2 separate regions of the Sus scrofa genome follow, and region 1 is linked to region 2. A link is a contact called in public Hi-C data. All regions are on one chromosome and are shown on one strand. The core of a region is the stretch at or near the end of the contact, and the rest is flanking DNA. Distances in the headings are between cores, read along the strand shown.

Evidence for each region. A called contact is a pair of places that touch in the nucleus more often than the background predicts.
Region 1: a contact with region 2 is called in a Hi-C map of embryonic fibroblasts, with 1.9 times the contacts expected there. The contact joins two enhancer-like sites. A contact is called at or near these places in 7 of 47 Hi-C or Micro-C datasets (alveolar macrophages, embryonic fibroblasts, fibroblasts and 3 more) and 1 of 2 datasets of contacts at active chromatin or transcription factors (skeletal muscle).

What each region holds. Positions count from the first base shown.
Region 1 is chr12:13,110,739-13,117,670 of Sscrofa11.1, reverse strand. The region is part of intron 3 of PRKCA (protein kinase C alpha type); the gene reads right to left. Among named protein-coding and RNA genes, the nearest start is that of CACNG5, 170 kb to the left of the region's middle. Within about 2 kb of position 5,645, at least 6 of the 83 cell types and tissues checked have an H3K27ac peak or open chromatin away from gene starts, as enhancers often do. A contact at or near this core is called in embryonic fibroblasts, where this site is marked.
Region 2 is chr12:12,859,752-12,866,637 of Sscrofa11.1, reverse strand. No RefSeq gene overlaps it. Among named protein-coding and RNA genes, the nearest start is that of PRKCA, 19 kb to the left of the region's middle. Within about 2 kb of position 2,632, at least 18 of the 83 cell types and tissues checked have an H3K27ac peak or open chromatin away from gene starts, as enhancers often do. A contact at or near this core is called in embryonic fibroblasts, where this site is marked.

The sequences.
Region 1 (6,932 bases), core at 4,396-6,895, 250 kb before region 2:
CTTTCTACCTCTTGTCTCTCTTCTTCATCTCTGTGGCTTCTGATGAAATCACTCAGCCAACCTGACACATGTGAAACTGACCTGGCGGCTACTTGACTAAATCCATACGACATACGTATATGACCTGCAGCTTAACTGTGTATACTGCTGACAGGCTTTGGAGAGTTAAACCCGACTGATGGAAGTGACCTACGATTGGTCACTTAATTTGCCAGGCTGTGGCTGTTCTGTTCCACAGATACTGCTCAGTATACTGAGTCTGAAGAGCCTTTACCTAATCAGCTATTCCTTCTTTCTTTCACTCTTTTATCACTGGACTTAGTGGCAAAGTATAAGCACCATGGTCCATGTCTGAACAGCCTGTGCTTGCAGTCGCACGGAATGACTGCAAACGCATCTTAAAGAACTTCTAGATAGAAACAAATCCTGCAAAAATTTCCCTGTGCTTAAAAAAGTCAAGTCCTACTAGTCAGATTTCTTAATGCTCTTTTAAATTCTGAAAAGGTGAGCCAAACCATTAGTTGAGGCAGCCATGTGAAGTGAAGGGCTCAGGCCAGTGAGGCAGAAACCTGAGTACCACCTGCTGCCAAGGAACCGTGTGCCACCTGCACCTACAGAGTCTCACCTGTTAAGAGAAGGGAGTGGACGGTGCCTCCCAAGCCGGGCTGATTATCAGGACCACCTGGGAAACTTTTTAAAAAGAAACTTTTAAGGAAAATTTCAAATGCAAAGAGCAGTGAGACCAGTGAATCTCAAGCCCTCATTACCAGCTGACACAATTTTGCTTGAGAATTACCACCATCCTCCCCAGCCGCCAAAGCTTCCTTCCTTCTTCCAGCCCTACTGGACAGCTTTGAAGGACACCCCCCCAGGGGATTCTAATTGATCAGGTCCACAACAGGACTGCAGAATTGTTATTCTTCCCCCCGAAGAATCATTCTGGAAGCCAATGGCCTGGATGACTCCTGAATTTCGTTCCAGCAACAAAACTCTATCAGCACAGAATGTAGGAAGTGACAAATGCCACAGGTCAAGTTTCTGAAGCTACAAACACATTTTATGTGCAATAAAGAGACTTGATAGTACATTAAGCCATGGATGAAGATGCTTGGTATTACTTGTTTCAGTTGAAGCATAGACCTGGACCCTCAAGAAAGAAAAATTCTACTCAGTGCAGTGTTCTAGAATTTAGAATTGCAAAAACGTAGCTCATTTTCAATGGTTGCTTGAAACCAGAGGGAAGTCCACCACCATAGGGAAGTTTTGCACAGCGCTGCAACTTCAAAATTAAACCAACCATCTGCAAGGCACCCTGAGATCAAGTGACAGAAATCAGCACCAGTAAGTAGGTGCAATCACAGGTGCCATGGAAACCCTAATGGTTACTACCCAGGCAGAGGGCTCCGGCTTGGAAAGCATTTTTGTCTCTGACAATTTTATCTTAAACGATTCCCTACATGGCAGCTTAGCTTTCAAATTGATCCAACTTTCTGACAGTGTCATGTTTAGAAGAAACCATCCATATCTTTATAGGGAGCTGCATTCCAAAGCCAATTTTTTAGCTTCCCAACTACCAAATAGCCTTAGCAAGACAGACCCCATGGTGCATTCTTGCTCTGAGATCACAAAACCCTCAAGTCTTAAAAATGGAAGGGACTTTAGGAACCCCACAGCTATCCAAAGTGATCATGAATCTTTTCATTTTAAAACATTGCTTCTAACATCTTTTTTGGAGGAAGTGTATGTATAATCAAAATGACAAAGTGCAATAAATTAAACCAAAAGTGAGACCGGGTTGATCCCATGGGCATTCCACACAACCTCTGTACTTTAAGGTCAGACTACAGGTACCTAGAAAAACTAATGAGTAGTCATGGTCTTCACTGCCATGCACTGGTCCTGTGCTTGGAATACAACAATGCCGCACCTGGTGCCCTCAGTAAATGCGAGGTCTGCTTTGCAATCCTGTGAGTCCACAATTCCAAGACGTCATGCCAAGTATTCTGAGGTCTTTGCCAGGAAGCTCTGGAGCACAAGAGAAAGAACACCCACCACCAGCAGGGGGCGACGGCTTCAGAGCAGATGACCCGGCCAAGGAATCACTTTACCAACCCATTTCAACACTCTCCACGCTTCTGCCAAAGTCACTTGGCATCCCAGAAGAGACAACACGCCCATCAGTTCAGTCTCTTGGTGGTTAAAGGCTTACTAAACCCTAAAGTGAAACAAGAGCTGTAGTTATTTACATAATTTCTTAAAGTTTATGTTTTAAGCTGATCCCAGGTAGTCACTCCCTGCAAGAAAACAGATGCATTTGGAATTTTTCTTTCCTTTTTTTCCCAAGGGAGCTGTGGATTTGGCTAGATCGAATCATTCTCAAAATCAAGACTGTCTTTTGAGAAGCAGATGCGATGGGCATGTCTCAAGAGACCCCTCATTAAGCAACATGTGAGCGGACTTGTACTTTGTCCTGAGCATATGCTACCGGATGGATTCAGCAAGCCATGCCTTCACAGGGCAGCCAGGCAGACACAATCCCATCCAGCACTGATTTCCACTCAGCAAAGGGGCAAGAGACCACCTCGGCTGCTGCCAACATCCTCTGTTCCATTGTCTCCCTCTTACAAATAAAAGCAACACATGGCAAAACAAACAACTGTGCATGTTGCATGGCCTTCCAAAGTCAAGTTTTCTTTTAGAAAGTCACTCCCACAGTAGTTACTACTCTGGGGTTTGCATATGGGTTTACGAAATGCTTGATCACGCCAGGAAGCTTACTATCTCTTAGGCCACTTTCTTTTTCCCATGGTTGTCACCAACGCTTGCCAGGAGCAGGATTTTATTTGGAATATCTAGTTTTCTTTTCACAAACACTGGGAAATCTCATTTACAGATGCAGCTCATAACAGCAAAAGTATGCTCTGAGCACAAAAGAGAATCCGGGGGCTACTGGTGGAATGGACGGAGAGGAAGCCTCAGCAAGAGGAGGAAGGTGGTAACAACCCAAGTGTCCCGTCAGTGGATGAATGGAGAACAAAATAAAGTCTGTCCAGACAACGGATATGAGTCTTCCCTAAAAATGAAGGAGATTCGGACACCTGCTACAACACAGATGAACCCTGAGGACACGCTAAGTGAAAAAGCCAAAAGGAAGACTATCATATGATTCCATTATACACAGTCCCTAGAGCGGTCTAACTCGGAGAGACAGAAAAATGGACTGGTGGTCTCCAGGGGCTGGGGAGCTCCTGCTGAAAGGGCACAGAGTTTCCGGCTGGGACGTGAATTCAGGAGAGAGATGCTGGCGATGACTGTGCCGCCGTGTGGATGCATGTGCTGCCACTGAACTGCATGCTCGGTGGTGAAAATGGCAAATTTTATGTTACAGATTTCACTACAACAAAAGAAGGGATAGACAGACCTTCAATTCTGACTCCCCAAACCCACTGCAGAGGCATCTCCAAGTGTCCACTGTGTTTTCAGGAAGTTCTAGATCCTTAGGTCTGAGCAGCCTCTGTGCTCTGTTAGTCCCCAGATGATGGAGACCTTGGCAGACATTCCTGGCACCAAGAGTGGTGACCCATCTGTAAATTTTGATTTGGGAAGGTACCTCGTTTCTAAGCACGTACCTCCTCACTCTAGGTTAACTATAAAATTGTCCCAATGGTGCTTTGGTGGTACAGAGCACAGGTGCAAATGCTCCCCAATGGCATCTGCCTGGTCCCACCCTGGGCCCAAGTTACCCTGTAATAAAGTGATTTACTGATTCAAAAAAAAAAAAAATCTAGAGAGGGTTTACCTTAACAAAGGTAAGTATAAAAGGAGCCAGATCTAAAATTCTTTATTCCTCAACAACCAAAAGATTTTTAAGGCTACCTATCATTCTTGTTTTAAATAAACCACAAGTCACGTGAGGCCTTGGGGACAAGTGTTCTCTCATTCCCAGTGCCCCCGAGGTGGTGTCCTCAGGAAAGGGCTATCAGCCAGGATTCCCAAGCACAGAAGAAAGCCATGCGGAAGCAGCTGGTCCTGGCCGCCTAGAGGTCCCATCACAGAGACACCTTCCAGCTGCTTCTAAAAAATCCAGGGCAGGGGGGAAGACTCCAGATGGCAGAATCAGAGCCGGAATCTCTAAGGTCCACCCTTAACAGAGCACCTGCCACCACTGCTTCGTGTGTAAGTCTAGCGCTCTGTCTCGTTAACAGCTTAACCACACAAAACAGGAATTGTTTTCTGTTTAATATTTCTTGGATTTCCCACAAAGATCCGGAACATGTGATAGAAACAATATTCCCTTTGCCATCATGCATTCACAAAGATACCGATTACCCCAGGAAGGATAGGGACACGGGGGGTGGGGGTGGGCAGCTTCATGTCACAAGGCATAGAGGTGCAACAAAGCCAGGCTCTGAACAGTGGAGGTGGAAGGGCACCGGAAAAGGCATCTAACTGAATGTGAAAACCGTACCAGGAGGTGACCATCACGAAGCAAAACAGGAAGTTCCCATTGTGGCTCAGTGGTAACAAGCCTGACTAGCATCCATGAGGATGCAGGTTTGATCCCTGGCCTCACTCAGTGGGTTAAGGCTCTGGCATTGCTGTGAGCTGTAGTGTAGGTTGCAGACGTGGCTCAGATCCCACATTGCTGTGGCTGTGGGGTGGGTTGACAGCTGTAGCTCTGATTAGACCTCTAGCCTGGATGTGCTGCAGGTGCGGACTTAAGAAGAAAAAAAAAAAAGGCAGCGGCAGCAAAGTAACACCTATCAGGCCCTGGGACAGGAATTAGGCCCCAGAAGCACGAGGGACACGTGGCTGATGATGTGAAGGTGGCTTGTTCACATGCAGCTGGGCAAACGGGGTTGCCCATGAACCTGAGCATGGCAAGATCCACCGCCCATCTCTGTGTTCCCCCCCTCAGAAAGACATGCCTAAGTCCAACCCCTGGTACCTGTGAATGTGGCCTTATCTGGAAATAGGATCTTTGCGGATGAAGTTGAGGATCTCAAGATCTAGAATTTGAGGTAGGGCTGGGGCTAAATTCAAGCCCAGTGACCAATCTCTATAAGCGAAAAGAGACAGACCCTGGAAATGCAGAGACATAGGGAAGAAAGCCTTATAAAAGACAGAGGTAGAGCCTGGAGTGACATCTCTACAAATGCCAAGGACTGTGGGCCATCAGCAGAAGCCAGGAGCTAACAAGGAGCTACTGTCTAGCCCAGGGAACTTGACTCAATGTTGTGTAAATAACCTTTATGGGAAAGGAATCTGAAAAGGAACAGATGTCTGTTTAACTGATTTACCCTGCTGTACAGAGGAAACACAACTTTCTAAGTCAACTATATGCCAATAAAATTTTAAAGCAGCAGCAGCCAGGAGAAAATGATGGCATGAAAAGAACCAACTCTGCTAACACCTGACTTTGGACTTTGGGTCCTCAGAACTTTGAGAGAATACATTTCTATTGTTCTCAGCCAGCACACTGTGGTCATTTGTCACAGCAGTTCCAGGAAACTAATACAGATGCTAATTCTTTCATTGAGAGTTATTTGTTTAAAAAGGTTTCCATATTGGTCCTTCATCTAGGAATGCGGATCTGTGAGTCATCAAGTCCACCGCCCGCTTGGAAGGATGCAATTTTGTAGCAGAGTATAAAATGCCTGAGGCTTTCTGCAGTGGAGATGAGCAGGGTTCCATTCTAATTTGTAATTTAATTATTTTCCCCTGAAACTGGGAGATTGTTTTCTTGGATTTGGAGAATTTAACTGTGAATGTGCCAAAGTGGGAATAAAGTTGAAAATTTTTTACAAGTTGTAAACATCTTCCTATGGTATGTTGGGCGATGACATGCTAAGGAACATCTCTTTCCTGGAATGCCCGAGTCTGCCCTTCACTAAAGTTACTCAGACCATTGGCAGGAAGAAATAGAGATTCCAGAAATTTCTTGCTGAACTAAAAATAAGGAAGCCATCTGGGAGAGTAATCTACAGCTCTGTTCATTCTGTTGCACGTCATCAAGTAGGAGCTGGGTATTGGTAAATATAGGTCTAAAACCTGCAGTCATTAGACCATTCCACTCAACTAACATGTGCCAGGACGGTCGTTACTGTAACACTGGGTGACATCATCAGGTTTGGGCACTGGGAACTCAAGGTCCTCTTTAAACCGTGTCCTTGGGTCACCCCATGTAAGACTCTAGTTAGGAGAGTCATGTTTGGGAAAAAGGGCAAAGACACCCTCTATCACACCAGATTTTGGGGGGTAATAACTGAGGTGAGACAGACTTGCTCTCACACCAACCATGCCTTCCTGGGCATTTGCCTTCTGAGATACAGGGAGTGTTTAGTGCTGCAAATTGAAGCAACTCAAGAGAGGAACTTCCTTTTCCCATTTTCTTAGACAAATGATAAGGATCAAAAACACCTTCGTGCCTATACCCAATTGCTATGTGATCCCCCCAGTAGACATTCTTCTCTTCTTCTGATGGAAACCCCTTCCCACTCACCCCCACAGTTTCAGCCGGCTGGCTGGCTAGGTACTGCATTTGCCAGTCTCTCCTGCAGTTTGATGTAGCTGTTGCTGGGTTTAGGCTGGAGGTGCTGTGGGGCTCTTCTGAACCTTGCCTTCGAGGCATCAAGCTCAAGAACCCCAGCTTTGACCATGCAAACAAGGAAAGCACCCCAGCAAACAGAGCATCAAAAGGTCAGAAACTCAGATCCCTGAGTGACCACGTGGAACAGAGCTACCCCAGTGTCAGGGTTGCTACATAACTTCCCACTCAGCTTAGCTGCTAGAAGCTGGCATCGCTTTACTGTAGTGGCTTAGCATTCACCCCAACCAATCCTCAAGATCAGACATTTAAGCACTGAATAAATGCTTATAGTGTTCTTTGATAATGAACAATTTAGAAAACAAATCACATTTCAAGCACCATG
Region 2 (6,886 bases), core at 1,383-3,882:
CAACAGAGTGTCTGGATCCAAGTTTTTAAAAAGCGAAAGACAAATCCTTCAGAGGAGCCCTGTCACTGCCGTACCCCATACTCTTTTCTTTTGGAAAAGATCAGCTGTTGGTTCCACCCGAGAATTGGAATCGAAGGATTAAGCGGTATCAGAGCCTAGGATATCTTTTTTAACCACATCAGATAATGTCTTTTCACTTTCACTCAGCCTGAGAAGAGATCCATACATGTTTGTTGATCAAACAGGTTGTTTGGGGTTCCCTGGAGAGTCCTTTCCTGAGGAAATCATAAGTAAGGCTGCACCATCACTCTTGGCTTCCTTTGACCACATAAAATATGTTCTAAGGTCAGTTACCACGAATGAAAGAATCTCACTGGATGATGAGAAATGTAACAGACCTGGAGAGAGGGTGAGAGAGAAAGAGACAGACAAAGAGTAGCGACTAGCTCTTGGAAAGGCCTCAAGTGGATACGTTCCAGAACCTAATACTGTTTTATTGCTGCTAAGAATCCAAGGGAGAGCCAAAACCCTCTTCTACTTTTTATGAAAAGATTGGAGCAGTAACAGCAGAAAATGCCTTTGTCTATTAAAACCTCCATCAATGTCAAATTGTTGTGAAAGTTGCTACTCTTCTGTCCGTTGCCTGAGAGATTCTATAAACGGAGGCCTGAGGTCGCCAGCTCCTGCTCCCATCATTCCGCTTGCAGGTCAGGCGCCCCCGGAGGAGTTTCCTTGCCTGCTTAGGCTCACAGAAAACCTAGACAGCAGCGACTTAGATGCCTCGAGCTCTTCCTTGTGCGGATTTCTACTAGCAGATCAGTGGCACTTGATAGAAAGACAGATCTGGACTTAAGGAAACACAAACGAAACCAAACCTGGGAACTCCAGGTCTCTTTTGTGAACTTGAGCTCAATGAAGTCATTGACATTTCTGTAGCTCCTTGATAGCCCATCACAGATCCTGCAGGAAATAATGGGCAGAAATATTGTTTTGGAGTCAAACAAATCTCAAAGGAATTCCCAGTGGCAAGCCACTTAGCTGTGGGGCGTGGAGAAATGGCTTCACTTGGGTGAGCCTCAATTTCCTCTTCTGTAAAATGGGGGTAATAACATATCCCCACAACGGCTGCTGAGAGAACTAAGTAAGACTGGGCATGAGACCCAAGCCCGGTGCTGGGCACAGAAGTAGCTGCTCGTGAAAAGCAGGTGGCACGTTCCCTCCTTAAGACACACATGTTGGGAATATGGAAGAAACAAAGGATCGTAAAGGAAGAATAACAAGGAGATGGGACTCTTTGAAAAAAGAAGACGACAGGAAGGAGAAAACAAAAACTTAAACAGCTTTTTGTCCTGGAGAAAATCGCCCGCATGCGGTGCTCAGCTGGAACATATTCCAGGGGCCGCTTTTCCCTCCTGCGGTTCAGGCTTCAGCTGTTTCTTTCCTCATTAGCACCTTCCCCGGGAAGAAAGAGAGAGCAAGCGAAGCTCAGATCAGTCAATTTTGCAGTTATCAGGTCTTGTCAAGACTGAGTTAGGAGAAGAAAAGACGCAGTCAAAATAGAGGTTAGGAGTTGTGTGTATATTTCCGTTCTCTCTTTCTCATTTCTTTTTACTTAAAAATCTCTGAAGGGGGTCTCGGTCGTACATCTTCACTTCCCCACGCGTTGCTTAACCCTTGTCAATTGTCTTCGACCACACTCCACCCCCAACCCAGGGCTCTGCTGAGCTTGCCCCTTCCAAGGTCATTGGTGACCTCTGGGTTGCCAAAGGGCATGGCTTTTTCTTCGTCTGAGCAGTTCTGTCATGGCTAGTCCTCTGACTAACTATGCCCCAAGCTTCTGAGAATACTAATTGTCCACCCAACTCCATGTGCCCCTCCTTCCATGCCATCCTATTCTGGGGGCAGTGTGCCCAGCTAAAAGACCACAGTCCCAGGCTCCTTGGTAGCTCGAAAGGGTCCAGGGAGATATAAGACGGATTATGTACAGGGAAGGTCATCAGCCAAGTCCTTTAGCGGCTTAAACCCTGAATGTAGCTTCCTTTTCCACCCAGCCTTTGGAAATCTGAGGTCATTAATTAAGAAAGCTTTTTGCTAGGAGTTAGAAGAATTCAGTCCTGATGAAACTCTCCCTCCTGCTTTCCCTAACACAGGTGTGGGATAAGTTTGCTGGGATGAGGGGAGGGGGAGACCTAAGAAGGGGACATGGAAAACCCATTTGGAAGAAGGGGGCTTCTGAGTGAAGCCTTGAGTGTGACTCTTGGTTGTCCCTCCTGGTAGAGGGTGACACATCCAGAAAGTATAGAGATGCTAGGAGTGGGGAATGGAGAGCTTCCAGTGGAAGAACCCCACCCTCAGAACCAGCCAAGGCCAGGCTGGCAGGAGCACCCCTCAGCTCACACAGGATGGCAATGCCCAGCTTCCTGTCCTCGTCCAGAGAGTGTGAGGAAGGCTGGAGGGTGGAGAGGCCAGTCAGCCTGAATCTTCAGCCAGGGCTGGGATGCCGGCTCCATAGCGGGGCTGGATGGGGTAAGAGGTGGCACAGGAATGAATTTGCAGCGGGTGGAAGAGCCAAGTAGGAAAGACTGGGTAAGGTGTGTAAAGGTCACTGGGAAAGCTTGTAACCAGGGCCCTAGGGCTTCAGTGAGTCACCGCGGCATCATGCACAGCCCTTGCTGGCTTTGTTTTCTCAGTGACACATCTTCCTGGTACGTTGTGGTCACTGGACTGGCTGGTCTGGGAGTTTGTGCCAGCTTATTTAGTCATCTACTGAAATGCCTGCCTTAGCCTGCCTCTAACAGATAATCCCAAGCGGAGCAGGGAAGTGCATACAAGTTGGGTGAATCCCTGAGGCTTTAGAAAAATTCTTTTTCTCTTTTGAGCCTCAGTTTCCTCAACTATAAAATGGGAATAATAAAGCTGCTTTGTTGTTAGGACAAATGAGGGCATGTATTTAAAGCAGGGGAATCTCGAACTTCAGCCACCTGAAGAGGGTTCCTCTTGTTTAAGTTTTCTCTCTCGCTTGCTCTCTCTCTCTCTCTTTTTTTTAGGGCCGCACCTGCGGCATAAGGAGGTTCCCAGGCTAGGGGTCTAATTGGAGCTACAGCTGCCAGCCTACACCAGAGTCACACCAGATCTGAGCTGTGTCTGCAACCTACACCACGGCTCATGGCAATGCCGGATCCTTAACCCACTGAGGGAGGCCAGGGATCGAACCTGCAACCTCATGGTTCCTAGTCTGATTTGTTTCCACTGTGCCATGACGGGAACTCTTTCTTCTTCTTCTTCTTCTTCTTCTTCTTTTTTTTTTTCCGGCTGTGTCTGCAGCATGTAGAAATTCCCAGGCCAGGGATGGAACCTGTGCCACAGCAGCAGCCCAAGCCACAGCAATGACGATACCAGGTCCTTCACCGGGCCACCAGAGAACTCCTAAATTTTTATCACACTAAAAAAAAAATTACATTAACAATAATTTTTTAATCTTGTTCAAATACAGACAGGGTCTGATCTCCAGATTTTCTGATGTAATACATCTAGGTGGGGCCTGAACATCTGCATTTTGAACAAATTCCCAGGTGACTGTACTTTGAGAACCTACGCGCGAAGATATCTGGGCTGTTCCCAAAACGTATCTACGTGGTTTTCACGAGGGCCTTTTCTTCCTCCTGTTCATGCAATGGGCGTCTGTGACCCAAGGCTTAAATTTATGAATCCGTTATTGGCACATGCACTCATGGTAATTGCTCCTTTGTTCTGAGCATCAGTCTGGTTTGCAAGAAAGCAGCTCTACACAGCGTGGTGTTTCCAGGGATAATAGGAACAAAGCTTATGTTTGTGCAAAACTCTCACAAGCATATGTTTACCTGACCTTCCCCAAAACCCCGTTTTGTAGATGAGGACGTTGAAATGGGGAGACGTTAATGATCTTGGTCAAGCTCACACCCCTGACCAGGGCCAGAGCCCGAACTCAAACGTAGGTCTTCTGACCGCAAAGCTGATGTTCTTTCCACCAAATACTGCTGACCTCAGGTTTTTTGGTGGCTGTTATTATAACGCAATAGGAAGGCAGGTTTTCCCTGTTACCTACATCTTTAATGAGGTGAATGATTCACTGCCAAGTCCCCAGGTTGAAAGACTTCATCACTTCCAGTGCCCCCAGGAGCCGCCAGAAACTGCAGGTGTGGCTCGTTTTTTTCGGGTTTGTCCCCCGAGGCATGCAAAGTTTTAACCCAGGAATACCCTCAAGCCGCTCTGTACGGGAGAAATTCTCCCCTATCTTGGGCTTTCCTCTTTAACATAGAAGCCCCCTGCCCTGTAGGGCTACAGAGGCACTGATGTGTCAAGGATGAAAAAGTTTAGAAGCACACTCGGTCACCAAGATGCTGAAACGCCAATGGAAATTACCTTCTATCCAGGGAAAAGGAGAGCCAGCCACTTCCAGAGATGGAAGTTCATAGGGCTGAAAAGAAGCAGCTGGCTTCCTTTGCAGGAGGCTGTGGAGCCAAAAAGACACTCTCACTTCAATGCAATTAGAGAATCACGGTTTTGCTGTGCGGAGCCCGGAGGAATGGCTTGGGTGGGGGTGCGGAGAGAGGACGGCTGGCCGCTGGCACCAGGCAAACCTGGCTGCCCATCTCGGCTCCCCCACTTCCTGGACAGCCCTGGGCAACTTCTCACCCTCTCTGACCGCACCCACTCTGGAGGCTGTCTTGGGAATTCAATAGGATAATGCATACAGAGCCCCTGCTGGCGTTCTAGGCACTGATCCTTCTAGGCTCCTTTCCTTCACCTGCTGGGATCACCTTGTAGTGGACATTTGACTTATTTTGCAGGTGTGGTTATTTTGGTAGTTTTCAATCTTACATCAGAATGTTCTTATTTGGAGTTGCAAACTCCCTCTTCCAAACCTGTTGTGGGGGAGGGGGATTATTCAAGAGGGCCCTGTTGCCATCCCCCCTGGGCACAGCGGGTGATCTGTGGTGCCCTCTGCAGAACACCGTGGCTGGGCTTCCTGCTGCCTCATCCTCCTGGGTTCCGCCTTTTCCAGGCCTCACCCTCCAGTCTTCCTAAAGGACCCACAAGCTCTCCTGATATCCTTCCAACACGGTCCTTTTGTGCTCGCATCTTCGAGGGTTCCTTGCTGTTCCTTGCAGGCCAGAACCCTGCCCGAAAAATAGCTAGAATAGAGTCAGCAAAGACGTTTCAGGGCATTTTATGCTAGAGCCACTTATGAACACAAATCCTAGGGCCAGACTTAACTTTATGGATGTGACTGTTTTAAGGCAAGTTTGGGCCTTTCTTCACAGCAAAATTAAACAGGTCCAACTGGCGAGTCAGGAAAAGCGTGCTTTGGGAAATTCCTGTTCTTGGTGGAGGTGGGACAGGGTGGGGGCCACTTCCTCTCCATTGCCCATCTGGTTAATCCAATGGCTCTGACTGCAGGACTGCCGTGGCCATCAGTGGCTGCTGAATCTGGTTCCCAAATATACTGGAGGTAATGAAAAGAGAAGGGAGCCACCAAGGCCTCTTAAAATTAACCCAGAACTTCACAGTAGGATCAGGGAGAATCACTAAGAAAAAAACAGGTCTTTAGTTGGAGTCATTCTCTCCACTGCTCCCTTCCTCCCATTCTTCAGAAGGAAAGACCAGCAGGGCGTGTCCAAAGCTCATTGCAGGGGGAGCTGTAGGACTAATTCAATGGGAGCAGCTGCAAGGAGCGTGGGAGGCAGAAATGGCCAGAGGGGAGAGCTGATCCTTCCAAGCACACATTTGGGTGCCTCTTGCATGCAGCACCTTCGGGCCAATAAAAGTGGTCTCTATGGGGGGTACTGCTGAGGCCCCTGCCCCAGCAGCAATGCCTGAGTCAGGACCGCATCTTGGCAGGCACCAGGCCTTACTGGCAGTATCTTGTCACCCGAAGGACAACTTGAAAGATGGTGACCATCATAGACCAACACCTGGGCCCCAGCCCCTTCCCCAGTTTTCAAATGCCACAGACGTTGGAGGACTTCCAGACCCTCCAGCCTCCCTTGAGGCTGAATTGTCTGCCAGTGACTAGGTAGGGGCCTGAAGCAATTTAAATTTGATTTTGAAATATAAAGTAATGGGACCTTTGGTGCTGAACTCATACTCGACACATAGCTTTTTCCCTTCCCAATTTCTAGTTAGTAATTATGCAGTCAGGTCAGGTGCATAATGGTTTTCATTGCCAAAGCAAATTCTGTAAGCAAACTGTACAGCAGCGCTGTGTTACGTGGCTTGGATTAAACGGAGCCCCATCCAAGGTTGACACTGGTCTGCAACCCTGCACACCCTCTTCCACCTTCTTTTCCTGCCGGCTTGGAACCACTTCCTTGAGGCTTCGACCAATTTCGCTCCCAGGTTAGGGTGGTCCTTTCTTCTTGGCTCCCTGGGGTGGGGGTGGGGGGTGCTTCTAGGAACTCAGGACTGTATCCCAGCCTCAGATCAAAACTTGAACAACTTGGGCCTCAGAGGCAGCTACAAGCCCCCAGTCCAATATCACAAACCTGGTATTGTATCAGACTCACTTAGAGGAACACAAAAATCCATCCAGGTCCTGAACTGATGCCCTCCTGATGCAAGAGGCTGGGGCATAGGGCCAGGCATCTGTCTGTGTAACAATCTTCTCAGGCAGTTCTGAAGTGCAGCCAGGTTCAGGAACCACTGTCTTGGCCAGAGCTTTTCAAACTGCCCACTTCCTAACCACAGAAGAGAACCAGCCAGGAGCCTCTGGGAAAAGTCCGGGTCTAGGGTTCTACTGCCCCCAACGCTGAAATGGCTTTGAAGCCTGGTGTTTCGTCTTAAAACTCATTTGTATTCTGATTTCTTAAAATGCCACTTCTGCCCTCTCTGACTGCTCAGGATTTGG